Linked DNA regions of Mus musculus: region 2 is linked to region 1. A link is a contact called in public Hi-C data. All regions are on one chromosome and are shown on one strand. The core of a region is the stretch at or near the end of the contact, and the rest is flanking DNA. Distances in the headings are between cores, read along the strand shown.

Region 1 (2,637 bases), core at 71-2,570:
AAAGGAGACCCTTGGCTCAGTTTTCCTCTGTGGGCAGAAGCTGTTCTGTTTGATTTGAACTGTTAGCCCTTTCCGCTTGCATCCATTTTGGCCCGGGGTTTTCCTTGCTTGTCTGGGAGGGGTTGTCTCTTGAGGCACACTAGCAAAGAAGGGTGGATGCTTAGGCTGAGTCACTCACCCCTCCCCAACCCCCTGCACTGGGTTGCACCTGGCTGCCTAGCAACCAAGAATGTAGCTCCTTGCAATTGTATGGGAGACATGATGTTCCGAACAAACCTTCAAATCACATTCTACCAAGTTATGTTCAGCCCGGGGCCCAGCCATGAAACAAAATGACAGAACAGAGTGCCAGGACAGTCAGGTGTAGAGCATGATGGCAGAAGCCTGGATGGAGCCAGGGACATCCTCAAGGTGAGCAGACAACAGTGAGAAGGCAGTGCGAGGAGCTTACTTAGCCCAGGTCTGCGCTAAGATACTGGCCATGCCGCATCTCACTGGGCAAGCAACGTCTCCCCTTAGACCTCAGCTTTTCCTTCCCTGTGAGACTGACAGTTTAGAACTCACTTTGCAGGCTTTTGGCCAAAACAAGCATGCTGCACTTCCCATCCACCCCCAGAAATGTCCCATACCTAAGAGGACAGCCTCTAATCCTCGCATGGCCTCCACTCCCTGCCCACTGCCCTCCAGTTCCATGCCCTAGATAGACCCTATCTCAGCCTTTGCCCACCCTCTCCTGTCCATCCTCCAGCTTCTACTGCCTCCCTCTCCTGTGCTCAGACACCTCCCTGTGCTGTTTCCCAGTGTAGCTTTCTGCCCGCAGCCGCTAGAGCCTCCAGAACCCTGGGCAAGCTCCCACACTGCTCGGTTCCTTGGCTTTTTCCTGCCACCCATGCACACATGCAAGTCCTGTGAACACAGGCACACTGATGATTGCATGAACTGCTGCGCCTAGAGCTCTGCTCAGCACACAGTAGGTGCTCAAGAAATGCATGGATGAGCTTTAAAAGAGGTTTCAGAAGGCTAAACCTCATCGGTAGATATGCACACACTTGGCCAGGGGATTGCCTCTGGCATCAAAGCCAGTTTCCAAATAATCTAGAGCACAGTAGGTGTCCACCGGCCTCAGCACCCATGCTTATGGCTTGAGTTTGTTTATTTCCACAAAGGAGCCAGGTCAGTGCCCTTAAACCTCATGCCGAATGGTGCCACATCTACTAGAGGTAATTCTTTCTCAGTCGTCACATCATTAAACCATCACGACCTGAAAGCGTGTCATACAGAGGGTCACCATGCCTGTCAAGTTCAGGGACAAAGTTGAAAGTTCAGGACTGAGGCGGCATGTTTTCCCGGAGGTCTGGAAGGGCTGTGTGACCTGGAGAGCTGGGACCAACCTGAGGCTGAGGGAACCGAGCTGGAGCCAGCAGGCTTAGGCTCCTATCTGGCTTCTGCTACTTGTTAGGGTGTGACTGTGGCACACAGTGCCTTGGTCTCCTCGTTGGGAAGATGCTGGCAACACAGACAGCAGCCACTGCGGTAAAGGGCTTGTCCTGCCTTCCCCAAGCTGTCCTGTGCCACCCACGTGAGGCCTCTATCAGGCCCCACACAGCTGCATGTTCTTCATTAATGACCTGAAGCCTGGCTGCTGCCAATGGGCTTGTTAGCACACTTTGGACAAGCCTGAGTGGGTGTGGAACAGCAGAGGAGCTCCAAGCTCAGGATCAAACATCAGCCCCAAAGTAGGAACATGAGAGAGACAGATTAGCATCCTGAGAGAGACAGATTAGCAGCCTGGTCCTACACCACCCAAGCCCATTTCCTTGCTTAGTCCTCTGGGCCACTGGAGTCCTGCCCCTCTTTTAAGAGGAAGCCTTCTGCCTCCTACCACAGCCAAGCCCAGATATTGCCCAGCCTCCCTTTGTGACCCAAGGCTAATAAGGGGGCAGCTGGGGTGCACCTCTGCCAGCTCAGGCCAGCTCAGAGGCCCTCTAATGGGGTGGTGGGCCACAGCAAGATTATTCTCCTGAACTCTTTGATGTACAAAGACTATGAAGATTATTGCGCTCACACAGTGACAAACCCAAGAAGTAGACCCGGGAACCCGAACACAGCCACATGCACCCTTAGAATCCACAGACATCTAGCACACTGGGTGTGCAGGGCAAATGATACCTCAGTCTCATTGACAGATCACATATCTGCCAGCCCCGCCTACCTGCTCACATCTGGCCCTAAGTGTGTTTAGGAGAAAGTGAAGGGTGTCAGGTTGCTGAGCTGGACTCCTGTGCCTCCAAGGTGGGAAGAGTCCTGTGGATGCCCTTCGCCTCTCATGACAGATCAAGACCATGGGTTCTCATTTATTCAGGCCTAGGTTTTCTTCCCACAATCATGTGACCTGGACAAGTCAGTCAATCTCTCTGTGCCTCAATTTCCTCCTCCACCAAATGGGGTGAGTGGTGGTGTCTCCCTCCTACATGTGTGAGCTGCTGGTAAGAGGCCAGTGTCTATTTTGTTGTTCCTGGAAGGGGGGGGCAGTATTTCCCTTTCCTTATAGGTTCCCTTCCTACCCAGGTCTCCTGATGGCCTCTGTCCACCACATGGTCTCAAGTAAGGGACAGCAGAAGTTTGCAGGTAGATTCC
Region 2 (2,637 bases), core at 45-2,544, 130 kb after region 1:
AATGAGACTTTCATGGTGACAGTGGATGTGCCCTTTACATGTGCTCTGGTACTCCTGCGTCCAGCATTCATCTAAAAACACTCACTATCCTGATTCTCCACAGGGAAAACTTCCTGATCTCTGTCTCACACTTGTGAACTGAGAGCCTCCACCCTCCCATGGAGAACCCTACAGTAGCTCTGAAAGAGTCACCTCACGCATGCCATAGATGTCATGTCACCTCACCCATGCCATAGATGTCATGTCACCTCACCCATGTCATAGATGTCATGGATGAGGCTCCAAGGTGCTGGGCTTGCCCAAGGTCACGTTTCCAGCAGCCAGCATCAGGCCTTGTGGCCCAGAGCCAACTCCAGCTGCAAACTGAAAGTAAACACAGCAGCTACGACCTGGGGACATCTTGGGAAGTGGGTAAATGGGGCTCCTGGACCAGGTGGAATCCAAGCTGAGTCCCCAGGAACAGATAGCCAGCTGGGTGGGCAGGGACTGCTTAGCCAGCTGGGTGGGCAGGGACTGGGGAGCTGGGATGCTGATACCTGGGTAATGGGGGCAGGGCAGGAGTGAGAGCCAGCTGTGATAGCTGCCCACAACTGGGGACTCAGAGACTGCAGATGGACACTCTGAAAGTGACATTTGTGGGTCACAAAGGCTGCCCGTGAGGATACACATGGGAGATTCTTCTCTGGCACTGCCAGGAATCAAAAAAAATTTTCCTCAAAGGACCACCCGTGATCCCCGCTAGGAGAGGACCCATGTTAGGTGAAGAAAAGGAAGGACTGACTGAGCAGGGTCTTTGCTGTGACCAAAATGCCACTGAAACTCCCCTTTAAGGGCACCGGTCATCAGAAGTTGGCCAAGCCATTGAACTCTTGACCCTGGATTTCCTGAGCTCTGAAATGGGGAAGGTGGGCAGGGCTGCGTGCATGCATAGGGGGAAGGAAAGCCTTGATATTTACAGAGCTGGCACAGAGCAGTTCTGGGGAGGGGTGTGCTGGGTAAATACCTAACGACCTCAGCAAATATCAGCTCCCAACTTTTTCACCCCGAATGATTCACACGTCGCTCGGAATTCGCTGGGCGCACGATGTGGTTAATTTAAACACTGCGGCGGCAGGCGAACCTGAGCGGCATCTCAATGCGCACAGACCTTATTTTTAACAAGACATACTTTGGCACTCGCGAGAACATTTAAAAATACCTTCTCCATTCCGAGGCAGCAGTGTTCTGTCCAGGGGGAGGAATTCTCAGTTTGAGGTCATTGCCTTCCCTGGGACCTGGACTCTTGACCAGAGCTGTTGCAGATGCTACCTTGAGCTTCCAGAGCCAGGAAGCAGGCACATTGCAGGTATGGACCCAGAGCCAGGACTGACAGCCACCTCTCTGTTTGATCCTCTTCAAAGAGGGGTCTCAGGGAGGGATTGGGCACCTCTCTCAGCCACCACACAGGGACACCTGTTTCCGGCCTGTGCTGCAAACACAGGGTAAGCATGATAGAAGTAGAGTCATTGCTCCCAGGGTAAGCGTCCCAGCAGGGAGACAATGAATATGGAAATGAATAAGCTGGCTGCTTGATCTGAGATCACTGCTCAGGTTTTATGCATGTTGCAGAAAATAATACAGTGGGACAGAGGGCTGTGCATCTGAGGGAGACAGGGAAGAAGCAACCTTTGACTTGACAGAGGGACAGGGTACATGAGTCAGCTGTACAAATTTGGGAGCATGTTGGTGAAGCGAGGAACAGCAACTGCAATGTTTTGAAAAGGGGTGGAGCCCATCGATTTAGGGAAAGGTCTATGGTGTAGTGTGACCAAAGAGGACCAGGCTGAAATGAATGCGGTGAGAGAAAGAAGCAGGGACAACCCTACAAGCCAGACCCATCTGGAGGTTCGGGGTGGCCTTTGTGGCGGTATGGGGTGCAGAGGCATAAGGAACAGAATCAGCACTACGTGACATAGGTGTGCCAGCACCGTCTATGTACCATTTAATGGGAATGGTGTCCCTCAGATTGCTGGAGCTAGCCCTGGAGCTGTGCTCGGCTTGCAGCAGATGATTCATGAGCATTTAACGATAATATACAAAGCCCAGCAGCTGTGCCTTCTTTTAGCAGACATCTGGCTGCAGCTGGCAGTACAGGGGTGGGCAGAGTCAGAGTCCTCGTTCCCAGTGCTGCTCCCAGCAAGGTCACTTCTTCATCAAGCAAGCAAGCAAGCGCTTCTTGCCCCCTTCCTTCTTCCCCTTGGCTCTCTTTCACCTACTCTCAAAACCCACTTGAGGATAAAGAGCATACAGTATATAAGACTTGAGGCCTTTGCAAGGAGGCCCAGTCCTTGCCCCAGTGTGGCTGGGAGGGTTGCATTTGGGGCCATGCTTTGAGTAGCAGTGGTTGATGGTTGAGCATTAAAGATGTGATAAGAAAAGAGCGCCCTCTAATGAAGGGTTTTTCTCCTGGAACTTTCCATAGCATTCAGCCAGGTGCCTGGGGAGTCCTTGACCTTCCTAGCAATAGATCCAAATGGTGCATAGAAAAGCCAACCCTGTGCCCTCCATCTCAACCCTGCTTCCTCTAGGCCCAGCCTAATTGCTCGTGGTGACAATACTGGCTTGGGGGGTACCTACATTCCACATTTCTCTCTAGCA

The links. A called contact is a pair of places that touch in the nucleus more often than the background predicts.
Region 2: a Hi-C map of liver shows a contact between it and region 1, with 1.6 times the contacts expected there. The contact joins two enhancer-like sites. A contact is called at or near these places in 2 of 15 datasets of contacts at CTCF or cohesin (embryonic stem cells and pro-B cells), 12 of 484 Hi-C or Micro-C datasets (B cells, Sertoli cells, cerebellum and 7 more), 2 of 115 datasets of contacts at active chromatin or transcription factors (astrocytes and embryonic stem cells) and 1 of 9 other capture datasets (embryonic stem cells).

Annotation. Positions count from the first base shown.
Region 1 is chr6:113,827,296-113,829,932 of GRCm38.p6, forward strand. The region is part of intron 2 of Atp2b2 (ATPase, Ca++ transporting, plasma membrane 2); the gene reads right to left. Among named protein-coding and RNA genes, the nearest start is that of Atp2b2, 63 kb to the right of the region's middle. Within about 2 kb of position 1,321, at least 13 of the 459 cell types and tissues checked have an H3K27ac peak or open chromatin away from gene starts, as enhancers often do. A contact at or near this core is called in liver, where this site is marked.
Region 2 is chr6:113,956,472-113,959,108 of GRCm38.p6, forward strand. It overlaps a transcript of Atp2b2 not described here. Among named protein-coding and RNA genes, the nearest start is that of Gm15083, 47 kb to the right of the region's middle. Within about 2 kb of position 1,295, at least 13 of the 459 cell types and tissues checked have an H3K27ac peak or open chromatin away from gene starts, as enhancers often do. A contact at or near this core is called in liver, where this site is marked.